Regions from separate parts of the Mus musculus genome. Here all the other regions are linked to region 2. The links are chromatin contacts, called in public Hi-C and HiChIP or PLAC-seq maps. All regions are on one chromosome and are shown on one strand. Each heading gives the region's core, a stretch centred on a gene start, on an enhancer-like site or on the middle of the called end of the contact. The rest is flanking DNA. Distances are from core to core; before and after follow the strand shown. Region 1 has its middle 120 kb from the start of Spef2. Region 2 holds the start of Spef2 (sperm flagellar 2). Region 3 overlaps Spef2 (sperm flagellar 2). Region 4 overlaps Spef2 (sperm flagellar 2).

The links. A called contact is a pair of places that touch in the nucleus more often than the background predicts. HiChIP or PLAC-seq counts read pairs in DNA pulled down with a chosen protein or histone mark.
Region 1: a BATF HiChIP or PLAC-seq map of CD8 T cells shows a contact between it and region 2, with 10 read pairs. The contact joins the enhancer-like site here to the promoter of Spef2 in region 2. A contact is called at or near these places in 3 of 39 promoter capture datasets (the C10 cell line and pre-B cells), 1 of 15 datasets of contacts at CTCF or cohesin (pro-B cells), 6 of 484 Hi-C or Micro-C datasets (the C10 cell line, Th1 cells, bone marrow-derived macrophages and 3 more), 3 of 115 datasets of contacts at active chromatin or transcription factors (CD8 T cells, Th17 cells and large pre-B cells) and 2 of 9 other capture datasets (adipose tissue and macrophages).
Region 3: a BATF HiChIP or PLAC-seq map of CD8 T cells shows a contact between it and region 2, with 5 read pairs. The contact joins the enhancer-like site here to the promoter of Spef2 in region 2. A contact is called at or near these places in 4 of 39 promoter capture datasets (the C10 cell line, pre-B cells and stem cell-derived epiblast-like cells), 4 of 484 Hi-C or Micro-C datasets (the C10 cell line, CD8 T cells, bone marrow-derived macrophages and 1 more), 4 of 115 datasets of contacts at active chromatin or transcription factors (the 230-238 cell line, CD8 T cells, bone marrow-derived dendritic cells and 1 more) and 2 of 9 other capture datasets (liver and macrophages).
Region 4: a contact with region 2 is called in a Hi-C map of Th2 cells, with 2.4 times the contacts expected there. The contact joins the enhancer-like site here to the promoter of Spef2 in region 2. A contact is called at or near these places in 1 of 39 promoter capture datasets (the C10 cell line), 3 of 484 Hi-C or Micro-C datasets (CD4 T cells, Th2 cells and macrophages), 1 of 115 datasets of contacts at active chromatin or transcription factors (CD8 T cells) and 2 of 9 other capture datasets (adipose tissue and liver).

What each region holds. Positions count from the first base shown.
Region 1 is chr15:9,869,050-9,873,733 of GRCm38.p6, forward strand. No RefSeq gene overlaps it. Among named protein-coding and RNA genes, the nearest start is that of Spef2, 120 kb to the left of the region's middle. Within about 2 kb of position 1,507, at least 24 of the 459 cell types and tissues checked have an H3K27ac peak or open chromatin away from gene starts, as enhancers often do. A contact at or near this core is called in CD8 T cells, Th1 cells, Th17 cells and 1 more, where this site is marked.
Region 2 is chr15:9,746,455-9,751,463 of GRCm38.p6, forward strand. Spef2 (sperm flagellar 2) reads right to left here and starts at 2,414. Exons shown (of 37, transcript NM_001305042.1): 1 at 2,258-2,414. The coding sequence starts at 2,315.
Region 3 is chr15:9,620,593-9,625,216 of GRCm38.p6, forward strand. All of the region lies in intron 26 of Spef2 (sperm flagellar 2), which reads right to left. Among named protein-coding and RNA genes, the nearest start is that of Il7r, 93 kb to the left of the region's middle. Within about 2 kb of position 2,554, at least 10 of the 459 cell types and tissues checked have an H3K27ac peak or open chromatin away from gene starts, as enhancers often do. A contact at or near this core is called in CD8 T cells, where this site is marked.
Region 4 is chr15:9,672,541-9,677,335 of GRCm38.p6, forward strand. Spef2 (sperm flagellar 2) reads right to left here. Exons shown (of 37, transcript NM_001305042.1): 16 at 3,747-4,003. Among named protein-coding and RNA genes, the nearest start is that of Spef2, 74 kb to the right of the region's middle. Within about 2 kb of position 1,776, at least 2 of the 459 cell types and tissues checked have an H3K27ac peak or open chromatin away from gene starts, as enhancers often do. A contact at or near this core is called in Th2 cells, where this site is marked.

The sequences.
Region 1 (4,684 bases), core at 257-2,756, 120 kb after region 2:
TGAACCCAAGGTCAGCTAATGTAAGGAAGCTAAAGTAAGGGGAGTTTCTTTGCCATTTTCATTATGAACCAGACTTCTGTTTCATCAGAAAGAATATTTTTAAAGTAAATAGTCAAGAGATGAATGAATATGGCTTATGACTCATAAATATGAAAAAGACTAAATGTTTAGGATGAAAGTTATTCACAGGCAAATAATAATATCCAATAATTTCAGTAATATCTTCCCAAAATATTTGATACTCTTTGGGTAAAGATCCTGCTTTTGAAATAGGTTTAGGTTGACTTTTCTCATTAGCTCTCAAGGCAGTGGCATGAAATACTTATATCTAAAGTAGCGGGTCTTGAAAGCAGGCTTTGGAGGAATTTTTTTTTCTGGGTCATTTTCTAGACTACTGTGAGAAAGAAAGATGCATGTCCTAGGTTCATGAATCAAAAATTAGAAACATTAAAATGTATTGAAATAATTAGTATATTATTGACTTGCTCTGTGAGGGCCAAATAATATATATATTACTCAATGCACATGAAATATTATTTTCTATATTCTAGGAACATTATTTTGTATAACATGTATTTGATATATTCTCTATATTTATCTTTTAGACTTATAACATATAATATGAATTTCCTTTATGTATGCATTCACATACATAGACATCATTAAACATTCATTTTGCAGTTTTCTTCCTCTGTAGCCTTTAGATTTGAACACTAATATCAAGAACAAAGGCAAAACAGAGTAGGAAACACAATTTTCCTTCTTTCTTTTTATCTTCTAGCATTTTGCCTAAGGAGGAACTGAGTATCTGTCATGGAAAACTATTTCTTTTATGGAAATAAAATAGCAACAAAACTCAAAATGTGCCCGTCATGTCTGAAAACAAAGTCATCACTAACAAAATTAAGCAATGGAATTTTCTGCCTGTTTTATGGGCTGGTCTGAAGTTGAGTTTAGGGGGACAGAAAATGAAAGGCAAAAACAGACAGCAGCTTTTCACCATGTAAGAGGGTGCGAAAATGTTTTCGCACCTGAAAATGAATCTTCCCCCTGCTGTAGTTCTTGGAGAGAAAAACGAATAGAAATGTACTGGGCTGAAACCTCTGTTCAGTCCTGGCCTGTTTGCCTCTACAGCCAGCTGAATGCCTGACTGTCTTACTCACTCAGGGGTGGGTTCTGTCCTTATTGCACGCCAATTCCAGGAACTTCCTGTAGCCACCAAAAGGGGAGTAAATTATGTGCAGCAGGTGGTGATTGACTTCACAATGACACTGAGGTCTACTATTAAGTCCTATTTCCTCTTTATCACCACACTCTGCTCATCCAGCCCACAGTGGCTCTCATCACACTCTGCAAACCTTGTCTGTGCTGAGAGGCAGCCTCTTGAGCCCAGAAGTAAGAATTCTGTGCTTGTGGCTCGCTGACAAATCTCTGGTTCCTGGAATTGTTTGGCAGGTGGATTTGCAGAAGCACGAAATTGTCATAACCTGACAAGGAGATGAGTAAAAGAGTGAGGTACCTGGAGTCTGCCCCCCACTTCCTTTCCACCCACAGCATCATAGGCCTTCCCTCTTTGGGTAGAAGCTGCAATCATCGAGGCTCGTGGATTTCCAAAATACAGAAGGAGGCTCAAATAAGTATTTCTGTGCATGTTGAGGTTGCCCTGCTTAAAAATTAAAGGCAATTTATAAGAAAATTCATGCAATTCCCACCCAAGTGCCTGTCTAGCCTTAGTTCCTGTGAGTACCTTTGTGCTACTGTTTTCTTAGCTCCTGCATTCTTCCCCATCTTCTGACTTTGTTAGGAGCCACAGGTTATACAGGAAAACACTCCAAGGATTGCTACTCACATTGTTTCTCATCCAAACTCACCTTCTTGACTCTGAAGTAGAGTGAGTCAGGGAGAAGTGGGAAGCTCTACAGAAGTCATTTTGTGCTACAAAGACCCCATGTTTGCTTTGACAATGATTTGAGATACAATGAACACATTGCACAGTCTAGCACCAGAAGTGCTTTGGGGCTGTAGCTTTTTGGAGTATTATACAGAAATAATTAAATAAATGAGTGAATAAATAAGTAAATAATACATACATACATACATACACACACACACACACATACATACATACATACATACATACATACATACACACATACATACATACATACATAAAAGCTATCCACAGGATGGATGAGTAGCTGAAGGACACTAAGACTACTGAAGTAAAAATGAAACCTATTACCTTCTCAGAGGCCTGATCAATGTAGACAATTTAGTTCTATTTTCTCCTCTGTAGTTAAATCAACCTAAAAATACAGAAAGTAATTAAAATTCACAACTTTGTAAGCAGCTTTCAAATTACTAATGTTTATGCAAAGATATGGGACATGGAATTTCCGATGGGTATACATGGATATACGTGCAAACATGAATGAATGGATGGATTTTGGACAAAGCATCGTATTTTGCTAATTGTACACACTGTAGTTCAGCTTCCCCTTGGGCTTAGCTTATGATAGACACTGTGATTAAAGGGTTAAAATTCCGCCTTCAAACTGCTTTTATCTGCTGGAAGATATAGATGCACTTTTTAAAGGTAGAAAATCAGTGTTGTAAATGTGGTGGGGACTATGAATCTTGAAGCAACATTTATGGGAGAGCTTTATCTTTCACAGCAAGAAGCAGATAAGTCAGAGAGTACAGGGAAGGACTGTGAATAATGATAAGATGTTCCTCTCTCTGGTTACAGTGTGAGTGATGATCCATAGATCCTGCCAGTACACAAGCAGCACTACAGGGTGTAGCGGCTCCTAGGAAAGCAAAGAGAAGGTGGGGAAATACGTGAAGATTTGAAGCTCTGATCTGTAAGTTCTCCTGCTGTGGTACAGAGGTGCTCACAGGAGATAAGGCTGGAGAAGTAGGAACAACATGCTTCTTCTTATAAATCTACGTGTTAGAGCATCTAGAGGAGATGATATTTGTCCCATGTCTCACCTTCAATATGTGCATTAGAGTCCACTGGGGTGGGGCTAGGGAGATGGCTCAGTAGGTAAGATGCTAGCTGCAGTAGCATTAGAATCTAAGTTCTACATAAAAGAAGTAGTCAAGGTAATGAAGATCTGGAACCCACAGCACTTGGTAAGAGAGAAGAGGCAGGTCCCTGTAGTTCACTGTCCAGTGAGTCAAGCAGAAACAAGGAGTTCTTGGCTTAATGAGAGAACCCATCTCAAAAGAGAAGATAGTGAGTAATAGAGAGAGGAATTCAAAATTGACTTCTGACCTCTACACATACATGCACGGGAAAACTAAAACACAATCAGCTGAGGTACATATTTATAGTACAGAGCTGAAGGTCCAACTCTTGACTGGACAGAGAATACCAGAGTCCAGCGTGATAACTCTGAAAATTCTAACAACAGCAGCCTTCATGATAACTGTGAAAGAAACAGCCTTCCTTGGAATTAACACTCTACACATAAGGGGGTGGTGTTCAACCTTCTTTTTTTTTTCTTTTTCATTTTTAAAAATTTTATTAGATATTTTTTTCGTTTACATTTCCAATGCTATCCTGAAACTCCCTTACACCCTCCCCCCACCCTGTTCCCCTACCCACCCACTACCACTTCTTGGCCCTGTGTTCCCCTGTACTGGGACATATAAAGTTTGCAATACCAAGGAGCCTCTCTTCCCAATGATGGCTGACTAGGCCATCTTCTGCTACATATGCAGCTAGAGACATGAGCTCGGGGGATACTGGTTAGTTCATATTGTTGTTCCGCCTATAGGGATGCAGGACCCTTCAGCTCTTGGGTACTTTTTCTAGCTCCTATATTGGGAGCCCTATGTTCAATCCAATAGATGACTGTGAGCATCCACTTCTGTATTTGCCAGGCCTAGTCTCACATGAGACAGCTATACCAGGGACCTTCTAGCAAAATCTTGCTGGCATATGCAATAATGCCTGCATTTGGTGGCTGATTGTGGAATAGATCTCCAGGTGGGATAGTCTCTAGATGGTCCATCCTTTCGTCTTAGCTCCAAACTTTGTCTCTGTAACTCCTTCCATGGGTATTTTGTTTCCTATTCTAAGGAGGAATGAAGTATCCACATGTTGATCTTCCTTCTTCATGATTTTCTTGTGATTTGCAAATTGTATCTTGGGTATTCTAGGTTTCTGGGTTAATAACCACTTATTAGTGAGTGCATATCAAGTGACTTCTTTTGTGATTGAGTTACCTCACTGAAGATGATATCCTCCAGATACATCCATTTGTGCAAGAATTTCATAAATACATTGTTTTTAATAGCTGAGTAGTACTCCATTGATGTTAAGAGAAATTAAAGAAAGGTAATTGCTGCTTCCTGTTATTTTTGTTGTTAAAGTTGGGATTTTGTTCTTGTGGCTATCTTCTTTTAGGTTTGTTTAAGGATTACTTTCTTGCTTTTTCTAGGGTGTAGTTTCCATCTTTGTGTTGGTGTTTTCCCTTTATTATCCTTTGAAGGGCTGAATTTGTGTAAAGATATTGTGTGAATTTGGTTTTCTCATGGAATACTTTGGTTTTTCTACCTATGGTAATTGAGAGTTCAGCTGGGTATAGTAGCCTGGGCTGGCATTTGTGTTCCCTTAGTGTCTGTATAACATCTGTCCAGGATCTTCTGGCTTTCATAGTCTCTGGTGAGAAGT
Region 2 (5,009 bases), core at 1,164-3,663:
ATCACTGTATATGCATTTCTATTCTCTATACCTGTGAATATATCTGTATATGTATTTTATAGTTAATAAAACTATAATAATACTAGTTACAGAAAGCTACAATATTTTTACTCAAAAATACACAAAAAATTTACTGTATTCCATGGTATAAAAGAAGAAAGTTTGTGCAACTATTTCTATATTTTTAAGGCTGTTTGTATTCTTTCTGTTCCAGAATCAGCATAGCAAATATCCTTCTACGTTGATTCTTCCTAAGATGACTCAGATTTTCTCAGAAATGAGATTTTGCACTCACTATGTGCCCTTTAAGTACTATTTAATGTTTTACACATAGTAGCCATTTGACTTTGATACAATTCATGAAGTGTCATTAGAAATGCTGTTTTTAAGTACAGTGAGCTTTAGGCTACTGGTTACTAAGTGGTAAATAGGAAGTTTAAGGCCTGGCAGTATGCTCGCCAATCCCTTCTTCTTACACAGCTCTTATCAAGAAGGCACCAAATTATTTTCTTCAATTTACATTTTTTATATTATAAATTTTACAAATTATTGAAAATCTTCCATCATACCCACAGAACAGCTTATCTAATGAGATGATATCTACAAGAGTCAGTGTGTTCTATTAAGTACACAGGAATTCTATCTTGATCAAATATATTCCCTGTACTCTGGATAGCCCTTTACATGCACAATTTGACCACATCAGAGTCTGTGTACTTAGTCTTCTTGTAGCAATTGGGTTTCAGAAATGGTTGCCTTGCTAGTGTTTAAAATGAGATTATCATGGAGTGTCTCTGCTAACGAGTTCCAGATTTATCCTGCAGGAAAAGACAATCTGGGAATTTTCCATTCATAGCTTGTGGTGTTATAATTTTTATTTAAAATGTCTCCAAGCTTTTAATCTTCACAGAATGAAGTCATACTTTCTTCCCAAACCATATTTCTCAAACTTATTAGTATTAGAACAGCATGTAATGTTTTCATGTGTATGGTTAACTCTATTTGCTTGTCCCCAAAGTGTCTTACTCTGCAAGGGTCCTGTGGACTTGAGGAAATGGTGTGGATCTTATTATGAAATAAATGAACCAACTTAAGCTAAGAAATGTGTAACTGCTCCCTCAGAGTAGTGCAACCTTGGGTGTGATACTGCATTTTGGTGGACAGTACTGTGAGAGAGAAAGAGGAAATGATACATGATAAATACTGTCCTGAGTTTAGCATCCTATTTGAGCTGAGAAACTCTCAGAGAACCAAGGAGACAGGACAGGGAAAAAGAATCTATCATTGCTCAAAGCAGGGTGGAGAAGCCTTGGGATATAATAAGTCTAATGTTTATGCCTCACGTAATGCAACTTGGAATATTCCTCACTGAAGATCCTTAGATATCTCACACCTGCACAAATACTACTTACTGTCCTAGCAACTTCTATGGATGACCCAAGGGTGAACTGGCACCGCTGCTCCCATTGGTAGCAACTGGTAGAGAAGCAAGAGAACCTCTGGGAGGTCATGTTGAAATGATTCGTTTTGAAAGCATCTTGCCTGAAGGAAAATCCGTAGCAATTGAAAATGAGCTACCAATAAAGAAACAATAATTCCTCCCCCAGCGAGGAGAAGAGGAAGTGTCTGGTTGCCACTAAATCTGACTTGTTTGTAACTTCCTGGGCCATAAGAATTTAGAAACTTCATGTACAACTTTATGCCTCTGCTAAAATCAAGTAAGGTTAGCTTAGAAAAGGTACCTCAAATGGCCAAAGTTGATAAAGGATAAAGGAAGCTTAAAGTTCCTAAAACTGACAAATGTTAACAGATCTACAATTGTTGTTAAGCAGGGAGAGTGCAAGTGGATCTAATTTATACTGGAGGAAACACAGAAAAAAAGTTGTAACTGTTGAAAGCACTTCCTGCGTGGATTCGTCTTGCACATTTTGATGCGGATGTCATGAAAGCAAAGCAACAGTCAGACTACAGACAGGAACAACTTTTACTCCACACAGGAACAGACCAGTACCTAGAACTTAGCGTCCCTTAGTAATAGAGAGTAGATCAGAAAATCTGAGGGCTAAGACCACGTGATGAGGTCTAATGTCAGAGGCATGATGAAATAAGAAAGCCCCAGTGTGGCTAGGTAGCACTGAGGAGGGCAGGCCAGCACTGCCAGGCACTGCTAGACACTCTGGAGCTACTTTCTATCAGCACCCCCACCCCACCATCCCGTGCTTGCTTCAACTGCTTGCCCTTGGCTGAGTTCACTCACTCACGGTCCGGGACACCCTCAACTCCTGGTTGAGCCACTGGCACAGGATTTCCGACATAGCTCACTGGTGAATTTGACTGCTTGCAGGTGCTAGGAACTTTCCAGGAACTCAGTCAGCTGGACTGCGTCTTCCCGTCGCCCAGGGCAACCAGTTGCTAAGGAAGCTCTTTCAGGCTGGAGCTAGGTCGCCGGCTCAGAGAGGAGGAGGCCCCACTGCATAGCCGTAGTTATCAGAAATTGTTGTCTGCCCCCTACTGGCTTGTAAGACCTGAACCTGTGCTAGTGCAAAAAGAAGGCCTAAAGAGTGTGAGCAGCATTATGAACTAACCAGTACCCCTGAGCTCTTGACTCTAGCTGCATATGTATCAAAAGATGGCCTAGTCGGCCATCACTGGAAAGAGAGGCCCATTGGACACGCAGACTTTGTGTGCCCCCGTACAGGGGAACGCCAGGGCCAAAGGGGGGGAGTGGGTGGGTAGGGGAGTGGGGGTGGGTGGGTAAGGGGGACTTTTGGTATAGCATTGGAAATGTAAATGAGCTAAATACCTAATAAAAAATGGAAAAAAAAAATAAAATGTATTTTCCAAAAAAAAAAAAAAAAAAAAAAAAGAGTGTGAGCAGCAATTATAATAAGAGGTTTCTTAAAAAAAAAAAAAAGTCATTGCCAGATGAACTATAAACCTTGATTTCTCTTCTGTAAATAACCAAGGATAGACTATATAGAGTTATTTGAAATCATAAGCTGGTTTGAAAAGTGGTAATGTGCACTGAACTGTAATTTGTTCAATAAAAGCAATTCTCTAAATTATTCATTGTAATACTTTTATAATTTATTTTTTTTACTATCAATAAGGCCCAAGTTTCACAATGAGGTTTATGTGAGCCATCCTGTCTGGCTTTGATTTCACAAATTCTTTGCCCCGGAAATAATGACTTAATGTCTTTGAACCTCACCGTTCTTTCCTTTAGATGCAGACACAATGCTTGCTTTACAAGTTGAGGAAGTTAAATGAAAACTCACATACTCTGATGACTTGCTTCTGGTAGAAGACCAGCACATGCTTCAAAATTGCTTTTTTTCTTGTAAGGCAATGAGAGGGCTTGCATCTCATCCATGCTTCAAGTAGATCGGAGTTGCTTGTGTTACAGAAGGCAATTATTTCACATAGCTGGTTTGAATTTATTCATGAATGTCCATTTTCACATAGAGACTCATGCCAGTTTCTAAAGCTCAGTTGGCCTCTGAGCTTTCATTTCTTCACCTTCCCTCTTGACCACCCTCTAGTTTCCTCTTCTCTGCCTGTTTTAGAGTGACCTAGCTCAGTTGATATCTACTTTTGTAAATGCTTTCTGCCTTCAGGACCAAAATAACCACCAGGTTGAGTGTTCTCTTTAATTGTCCTGTGTGACATGCACAATTCCTAAAGTCCTACTATACCTCTTTACTTAAACACTAACATGAATTCCACTACTATGTATTTATCGATGGCTAGACTCCTCAATGAGCCAATAAAAAACCCTTAAAGGGAACTGTACATAATTGACTTGGGTAGAAAAATAAAAAGGCATTGAATGTAATAAGACAAAAATATGTATATATTCATAAGGAATATTTTTGCTTTATATATGTATCTGTGTGTGCACTAAGTGTATGTGTGTATTTGCATATAGAGTAAAGGATATTTCTTACCATTCTCCAATAGACAGTTACAAACTCATGGCTGCACAGACAACCTCAGTAAAAAAAATATGTGGGTTATAAAATCATAACACAAAGCTATAAATGTGAGGTAGGCAAACGTAGGGGAAGGTGGTGGTCAGAAATCAAAGAAAGTGTAGTGAGAGTATATATAATGAATATTGTGTGGAAGTGTGCATGCTTACACACATCAGCAAACAAATAAAATAAACTTTTAAAAGCAGTATAGCACATGATAAAGACACACTGAAAACTCTTTAAGCTCTAGCTTCAACTCAAACATATTTGTAAGCCACAAACGTTTACCGTAGCCCCAGGGAGTCAGTAACTTCCATACTTCTTTCTACTCTTGATAAGAGCTTTATTGTGATTTAAATATCACTGTGTATTAAGTTAACCAGCATTTCTGAACACTTATGACATGCTAATCTTGTTTAATCCTATTTCTTCTACTTTACAAAATCTTAGCAGTTTTTGCGTTGCAATTGAAATTAAATGATAGGCTTTCCCAGTAACTCTCTAATGAAGGTTGTCTGATTCATTGAATGTTTAATTCCACATTACCGCCCATTTAATTCCACCATGAGCAATACATTGCTGTGCAAAGTCCTAAATTTTTAATCACTAGTTGTATCAAATCCTGTTCTTTAACTAACATCATAATTCCTCCCCAAAGTTACTTCATTTAACAGTCGGTGACAGACTTTTCCTCTCAGGTCCAGTAGGCTCCGATGCTCCAGTAGAATCTGAATGGGCACATTTGTTCTCTATTTTGCAAGCCCAGAACTGTTGAAATTCTGTGGTGTGAATCAATGTGTGCCAAGAGGCCTTTTAACACACATCACTTATTTTATAATATATGAATTAAGTTATGCAATTTATTGTTCCTTTGTGCTATGGGCTGGGAGCAATCCCTCTGGACAAACATGGTAATCACAAAAGGATGTGTGAACATGGGAAATGGCTTTCCCCATGTTTTGCCTTTAGTTATGACCATAATGGAAATCAATGTGGAAGTTTTTCAAAAGCTAGAAATAGGTCTACTATAACAGC
Region 3 (4,624 bases), core at 1,304-3,803, 130 kb before region 2:
ATGTATTTCATGCTACCTACTGTACTTTCAAGTTCTTGGTAAAGTTGAAAGCTTGATTGTTAAACAACCCCCCTTTAAATTGCAAGCAATTCATTCTTTTAAATTTGTTCTTGCAATGTAGTATATGTCAGCAATTTCCTCTAAAATTGATTTATCTCCTTGGCAAAAGACCTTGTGATGATGATGAAGGCAGTGATTATCATTAGTAGTTTCCTTGTCCACATTTCTCAAAGACCTCCAGATCTCTTTCAAAAATCAGCAGAATTTAGAATACATTCTTTAAAGTAGCTTCTAGGACTAGTAAGGACTTTAAAACGTAATGGTTTGACATTGTAGGTGTTAAATATGACTTCTCTGAAATCATTACCTACCTACCAATTAGAAAGCTTTGCTAAAAATTAACATGTCATTCAAAATGAGTAGCTTTTAGTAAAATTGCTCCTTAGGAAAAGCGTGAATCAAAGTGCAGTTCAGTCCAATTGCACCAATCTCACTTGGAACTGTTTGCCGACATCCATTTTCTGAATCACACCTCTCTCATTTGGAACTAAAAGTTCCTTTAAATGTTTGTTTTCTAACAAGTCACAGTTTAGTCATTCAAGGGTCTTGGTGCTAAAATCAAGAGTGATTTTTATTTTTTTGTCTGCTTTTAAATGTATGATATTAGATTTACAGAATTCTATCATAACATAAAATTCTGATTCACATATGTCATATTTACCTTAATAATATTAAGTGATCATTTTGCTATGCTTGCTATGAGACATTCCAAAGTACAAAAGAAAGATGCATACTTTTAAATAAATTTCTAGCAAGTACTTGTATTTATACTTTCTAAAGCATTTTCATATACACTTATCACTGAATTTCAATCATTTGAGAATTTTTCTCGTGTTTTTGGAGAAGAAATTGAAGACTTAGGGAGGCTACCAGATTTTTCAAAACTTAAAACAGGCCATGTTTAATTGTGACATATAGCTAACACTCTGGATCTATGTTCCCCTTTAAGAATGCAGTATTTTTCCCAGGTAGATTTGATAGATTTATGACCCACCCATTATATTTTTGAAGTTCAATTAACAATACAAATAATACATTGTCTTTCTAGAACGCCTGCACCTGCTTCCCATCCCTGGGACTTGGCACTCGTGGGTTTTGTGCTAGCCATTACTTCCATCACTGTCATCTTTGTATTGGCTTCAGTGTTGTGAGCATGGTGTCAGCTGCAGCAGCATCTCAAAACTGTACTGATAACTCAGGACCTTGTTAGGTGTGGGCATTGTACTAAATTACGGTATATGAAAAGTAATAGAACCAAGTTCAGTGTTCAGGAAAACATTAACGAGATAAAATGACAAAGTAGGGATGGGTTGATTGCTTAGTAGATAGGATGCTTGCTAAACAAGGATGAAGTCGTGAGTTTGAATCTCCAGAAATGATAAAATACTGGGCCCAGTATTGGCCCTCTGTAGTCTCAGTGCAGCAAGATTGTAAGGGAAACAGGAGAAGGCCCTGAAGACCATGATATGGCTAGCTAGCCTGGCATGCATCTGTGTAAGAGGAAAGCACAAACAACAAAGAGACTGTTCCAAAGAAAATAGAAACTGTGCTGAGACACCCAAGGTTGTCCTCTGACTACTATACGCACACACTGTGATGTGTACATATCCACATTTATACACATAAACTGCATACAAACTTCATACACACACACATAGGGAGGGAGGGAGGGAGGGAGAGAGAGAGGGAGGGAGGGAGGGGAAGAGAGGAGAAAGAGAAGGAGAGAAGAGAAGAGAGAGAGAGAGAGAGAGAGAGAGAGAGAGAGAGAGAGAGAGAGAGAGAGAGAGGGAGGGAGAAAGAGAGAGAAGAGAGAACATGAGTATGATGAACCAAGTCACTGGGAGGAACATTAGAAACTACAAAGAGAAGAACTCATGAAGTCATGAGCATAGAAGGCATAGAAGTCAGGGGCTTCGGGAAAAAAAAAGGTCAAAATCAAAAGTATAAACTAGCTGTAATGACAAAACCAAACCAAACAAATAAAACTACAGAGGATCTAAGCAAGTACAAGAAGGAGATCCATATTAGAAGAGGAAAGAGTACTAAGATGGCACCATAATGGTACAGAGTAAAGTGAGCAAGCTTGATCCTCTCAGTAGGAAGGTTGCTGAGGTAGTAATGACCAGACATAGCAGAAAAGGCAGAGTCTCTGGGCCTCTAAGTCAAGATTAGAAACTCAATAATGGCTTTGGGAATGACCATAGCATACTTCATTTATATCATTAGTTAGAGAACATATCTGTACCTTATAAACATTGTGTTATTTTAAAATAACACCCTTTTACCAGGCTCAGGAACATCACAGAAGAGAAGGCACAAAGAGTGGAAGAACTGGAGACATGCAGCAAAAGTGATGTCTCCTGGAAGTGACAGAACCATTGTGTTCCCGGTGAGTTACACAGCAGTTGCCCAAGAGTGGGCCAGAAGCACTCCATCATGGGAGATATAAGTGTCCACGAGGCTTGTCACAGGAAGGGTGGAACCCTTTTAAGGGTTTCAGCCCCAGACAAGCAGCCCTTGCCCCACTGAGTAACTCCTCACCCACATCCAGGAAACTAACTTAGACTGAACAAAAGAGAGTTAGGAGGGAGACTCCTTGAGAGACAGTGGCTATAAAGAAGGGAACTGGATGATCAAAATAACTGAAATTCTTTATATGAGTATATTAACCAGAAACATTTTTAAAGATGAAAAATACTATATTAAAATTGGTTTGTTTCTTTGTTTGCTGTGTATATACGTGTGTGTGTGTGTGTGTGTGTGTGTGTGTGTGTGTGTGTGTGTGAATATGTGTGTGCTGTAGTATGTGCAGAAATCAGAAGATGACTTGTAAGGTCAGTTCTCCCTTCTACTACTCAGGTTCTAAGGATGAAACCCAGGCTGGTAGGCTTAGCAGTGAAGCGCCTCTACCCTCTGCTACATCTAGCTAGCCCCTTGCTTATTTGTTTGTTTAAACAATCTAATGATTGCCAGGTGTGGTGGTGCACACCTTTAATCCCAGCACTTGGGAGGCAGAGGCAGGCGGATTTCTGAGTTCAAGGCCAGCCTGGTCTACAGAGTGTGTTCCAGGACAGCTAGGTCTACACAGAGAAACCCTGTCTCAGAAAAAAAAAAAAAAAAACAAAAAACAAAAAAACAAAACCAAAAAAAAAAAAAACAATCTAATGATAATTATCTTTAGCTGTATCTTTTAAAAATATTATATAGTTGCAGATATATTTTGGATCTATTATCTTGATATGTGCCTTTTATTGCTTGTCCCAAATATTTTACCTTCTTTTGTATTATACTTGATAATTCAAAGAGAAAACAAATGTAACAAGAGTATTTTTTAAAACCCAAGATTTAAACATTACATATGTGTAGATATAATTTTATACATATTTGAAGCATGAATACTTGCTACATAACAAGAGCTGTGCTAAAGCTGCCCATTATGAGAATGAACCTATTCTTTTCTACCTGCATTTTGGTTGATTCTTGTAGTATATATCTTTGAAACTATTAAACCAGACTGTTGGGAAGTTTAGGATGAAAAACCTGTCTAGTGAACTGAACATCTTGTTTGGGGATAATCTTTACCTATAATGTACTTTTTGTAAATTTTACTTTGAGATTGTTTACATATAGTAAGTTATATAACTTACATATGAACAATAAGGTAGATGCATACACACACACAGACACACTCACATACACACACACACAAGCAAATGGTATGTAGATGAGAGCATATAGTCCCAGGTCTGAGGCAGATTTGTATACTCATGGGAACTAAGAGATGCATGTGAGAATGTTCACAACAGCTGTGTCCACTGACATCAAACCAAGTGTGGATCAGCAGCAACATCGTTACCCAAATTGTGATGCAGTCATGTTACAGAACACTGCATAACAAAGAAAATGAACAGAATAAGTATGAGATGACTTTAATGAATAATGTTCTAAAAATGAACACACACACACACACACACACACACACACACACACACACACACACAGCAAAGAGTCCATTTCCTGAAAACTCAAAGGCAGGCAGAACTACCATATATTGTATAGGAGTTACAGACTTCGGTTCTGAAAGAATGACTGAAAAAGCAAGATGGTAGTTCACTTAAGACAGCTAAGATTTGGATGACACCTGAGGAGACCTAACAGCTGCACAGCTGGTTTTACTAATTCCTGTGTACAGGGGTCATGAGTGCTTACTTTAGAGAGTGTGTGAAGCCAGGCAAATGCATTTTATGCATTTTCTTGATGTGAGCAATATCCACACTTAAACGTTCTTTGGAACAAGTATGACAAGAAAAGAGTTTGAAATTACTCTGTGAGAAACAAAAGAAAGAGATGAGTAGACCAAAAGAAAATTGGGGGAGAAAGGAGACCTCTTTGTTCTGTTTGGGATAAAGGCTCACAAATCAGACCCCAAAGGAAGCCAAGGAGGATCTCCCGTAAGATTACGAAGCAGGCTTCTCTTTCACCTCTTTCAAGAGACCTTTGATGGGGTCACTACTCTTTTATGATTAGAGTACTTCAATGAAATCAAAGAATGCTTGATGCAAAA
Region 4 (4,795 bases), core at 526-3,025, 75 kb before region 2:
AAATTGACCATGAGAAATAAAAAATAATTAATAGGAAAAAATTTTCAACAGCTCTCACTGAGTTTCATCCAAAACACAAAGTACTCATAAACTGGGAATAAACAGAAAATGACAAAGAAAAAAGAAAGCCTTGAGCTAGACTAAAAGGGTTAGAATTAAAGCAATACAGCACTGGGGTGTGACTTCACGGCATTCAAGACAATGAAGGGCCTCAGAAGTATAGTACTCGGTTTCTCTCCATCTACATTAATGATAAAACAAGATGAAATGGTTTTAGAATACAAAATCATGGTGGCTTTTGTTTATTTGTTTTGTTTTGGGTTTTTCTTGGTTATAAAATTTATGATATTCAAAGCTAAGAAAGAATGCCTTGGATTAAAAGGAATGAGAGTTGCTCAGAGAAAGACACACTGAGGAGTGCATTAATAGCATGCGAGTCAGTAAAGGGTCCGGAATGCTCACAGGGTGCGGTAATCACCCCTTCTACAGAATAGATGACTGAAAAAGAAATGTGGACACTTCAGCTTCTTTTCTGCCTATCAATTTTGTCTTTCTATATCCACCAAGGTTGTTCTTCATCTGTCCTGATATCACTTCTGAGGTTTGACCAAACACTCTGACCAAAAGCAACTTAGAGGAGAAAAAGCTCTATTCACAATTCCAGGTTATAGTCCATTACTGTGGGTGGGTCAGGTCAGAAACCCAATACAGCTAGTCATGCTGTAGTTGAGAGCCCAGACAAACGAATGCACACATTTGTAATGCTTAGATTGTTTTTTTTCTGTTCTTAAACAGCCCTTGAATGAAACTTAGGGAAATGCATTTCTTATAATGGGCTGGTTTTTGGTTTTGACATCATTTAATGGAATTAAGAAAATATCCCACAGGCATATCCAAAGGCCAATCTTAAGTAGGCAGTCCCTCATTGAGATTTTCTTCCCAGGTGCGTTTATATTGTGGCAAGTTCAAAATGTAATCATCTTATCATTTCTTTTCTCACAGTTGAACTAAAGTAGTTATCTTTAAATTTAAAAAAAAATGAGCAAACAAACAAACATCACCACAACAGAAAAACAACCTTGTCTTCAAAACTAATTACCAGGAAAATAAATTATATTATCTCTATGCCCTTCTCTATAAGATAGAAGAAGAAAGGAAAAAGAGAACAGGTCCTAAAAGGAAATTCGAAGTATTCTGAACCTATGCTCTCCCCTTTTTCACAAAAATGTTTCTAGAAAGCTACCTTCATCTCCACTCCCTGCCTCTGAGCCTCTCCTTCAGGCTTGGCAATCCATCTCCCCCCTCCCCTGTCTAATGAAGTCACCAAAAATGTCAACGCCAATGGTTATGTTTCCATCCTTATCTCAATGTATTTTTCTATAACATGTATAGGAAGAACTCAGCTTACAGGGCTTCCATTAGCTATTAGGTTGTTTTCATATTCACAATATATCAAATGAAGTCAGATTGAAATTCTAGAAGCCACCAGATTACATACTGTATTAATGACTGAGAATGGGAGTTCAGTTTCACCATTGTTACTCTAGGCTTTGAGCTCTCTTTAAATGTTTATTTTAATATTTTAATTAGATCTCCAAAAAGGAAATTATACACAAGTGTATAACCTAATGAATTAATAAACAAAAATATGCAGGATACAGATCAACAAATACCAGCCTTAAAAGCCTCTAATGTCCCATTGCTATTAACCTCAGAGGGTGATCACTCATAGCCTGAGCTGGAAACCTTGCAGTGTTTCCTCTCACCTTCTGCAAGTCACTGCTCTCTCTCACAAGCTAAGTCATGCTCTCTCTGAATGGCTAAGACAGGCACTGAGTCTTCCACAAGGATGCTGGTCTTCTGCAGTGATTATTCCTTCTCCCCAGGTCTCCTTGATCTCCTCCCTATTATCTTTGAGCACTGGCTGGATTGATGGCCTTTGCTGCCTACCTGCCTTTGGGTGTAGCATGCCTACCTGAGATGTGGCTCATCAGACTTCTCTATGGATTGCAGTCATTTTAAGACAGTATGTTGAACCTGTTCCTAGTGACTATGCTCTAACACACTGGTTAGACTTCTACTATTTTTGGAGGGAGATTAGACTGCACTTTACTCCTAAATATCTGCTCTTTGCTTATGAAACACAAGATATAGAGGCACACAGCAGATTAAGTGTTTGATGACTTCCTCACCACTATCCCAGGTAGATCTCACTCCAAATGCTGTGTTAGTCGTGAGAGATTTAACAAAAGAATAATTCATGCTATCATTTGGTAAAACATGTATTTTAAGAGTAAATCTGTAACAAAGATCTCATGAAATGAATTGAGCTTTAGCAATAATTCACTCAGTCAGTTCATAAGAGAATTGGTAAAGACTGACAAGCAATTCAAAACAGGAAGTACACACCATTATAAGCAACTGGCAATGAAGGGATAGATATTAATAGGTGAAAAAAAGAGACTGGCTACTACCTATAGGGAAATATATTTTCGGTGGTATTTTTGACAGTGTAGAAATTGTATCTCAGTTGAAGAAAATTCACCAGGATGACTGCAAGCAGATGAAATTTGAATTGCTAGCAATTTCCTCTAACTTATGGACTTATAGAATAATCAAGTTGAAGTTACAGCTCATAACAGAACCAGTTATCTTAAAACATCTAGTAGAAAATATGCAAGTCTCTACTGAGAAAATACCCAGGAAACTTTCATTCCTTTCAAAGCCTTCCACAAACTTTCCTAGCGTTTATTACATATTACTCCAATCCTTTGCATTAAAACCCAATGTCTTTGAATATCCATGGCAACACCATAGTCTTTTTTATTACATACGATAGAAAACTGAACTGTAAGGAATGAAATATATTTGTCCTGGGGTCTCTGATTTCTGGAAGGCTAAGGTGAGAACATTATTGAGTTTATGAGTTTAAAACCAGCCATAAAATGAGACCTTACCTCATAAAAAAATAGACAATAAATAAAATTTAAAGCACAACAACAAAAAACCCAATGAATCAAGTTTCTCAAGTACCTTATAAGGGGAAATTAAGGCTTAAGAATATATACTTTTATCTTGGTAAATGTTTAATTTGTAGGATAAAATATTTCCACTTTGATGATAAGAAAAATCAAGTCCATCTAGAGTTTTGGCAATAGTACTCAACTTTACCAATGAGCAGTTACAGCCACTGTTTCTAGCCTCCTTAGAGTTAATACATAATCCAAGAAAGAATGTTGCAAGATCCTTACATACAATACAGTAGATATAGTGTTATCAGCATCATTAAGGTACCAGATAGCTACAAATTGTGTCTCTGTGTGTACAAGTCTCAGAGGAAGCTCTGACATGGAGAGCTGTCAATTTGCTGGAAAAGGCCAGTGAAGTGCTTAGAGTTGGCCCAGAATTCTCCCTTAGTTCCAGGTTTGGCTAACACTAAATACTGTCAGTAAAAACAAGAGACAATGAACTCAGCTAGATAACACTTTGAAAAACAGATTAAATGAAACTATTAATTTAGTCAAAGAACATTTTCAATATAATATATTTGACCATGCTTTTCCCTCCTCCTAGATTCTTTCTACCTCCCTATACAGCCAGCTTCATGTTCTCTTGCTCTTCAAAAAACAAAAACAGAAAAATAAAATAAAACCATGGAGTTAAAAAGAAAACCCACAGGTTTTTAAAGCACGTTTGATTATGAAAAAGAGTGTAACGTTTAAAAAAAATCAATGTATTCCTCTTACCTATGATATCATTAGTTCGAGCCAACGATGAGTTATCGGAAATATCTAGCAATATGACAAAATCAAGTGCAGATGGGAGAAGAGAGACCTCTGTGGAAGTTGAGGGGTCTAGGGCCAATGTGGGCATTTGTTCTTTCTTCTTCTTTAACTGTAGGAATTTTCTTTTGTACCCTGTAAGTGCTTCCTCCAGGAGTTTGGCTTGATTTAATGTTATTGGAAATCCATCAAGAACCCAGCTTTGGTCCACAGGTATCTCCCTAAATTCAAACAGCACAATCCATTAGCATGATGATAGACACCATGGCTCTTCAAAAGTCAGTGATACAATGAACACCTTTACTTTATTGTAAATTCATCCTATTGCATAGATGTTGCTATTTTATAGCTAGAGTATGAGGTTTCCTTATGTGTTCTGATTGCTTCCTTGCTTAAAATCCTTCTGTGGGTTTCTGCTGTCATGTAGATGTGTGCTCTGAACTTGTAACTACCTTTCACAATTTTAAATGCTTGCAGGCAGATATCCTCAGCACGGTGTGCATATGTGCTGTGTGCCCTATGCTCAGGCTGTACTTCCTCGAAGTCCTCATCTGTACAATGGAGTACTGTAAAACACTTCACTGGGGTTTGTGAAGAGGAACAGAAATGACACATTTAGTAAATGTCACACAGGTCTTAGTCCATACTGAACACTCCTGTCACCAATTTGGAGGGGATTCTCATCCCACCCACTCCTTACACTCTTACTAATTTCACCATATCAAAAACACAGTCTTGAATTAAAACTTTCCTTTTTGGTTTTGTTTTCCTTTTGTTTGTTTGTTTGTTTTGTTGTTTTTCGAGACAGGGTTTCTCTGTGTAACAGGCCCAGCTGTCCTGGAACTCACTCTGTAGACCAGGCTGATCTCAAAATCACAGACATCATCTGACTCTGCCTCCTGAGTACTGGGATCAAAGGCATGGGCCACCACTAAAAGGGCTTAAGTATCTTTGTTCTACCTTCAAATTATGCCAAACTAAAAAAGTCTTCCTTATATTTTAATGGCATTAAT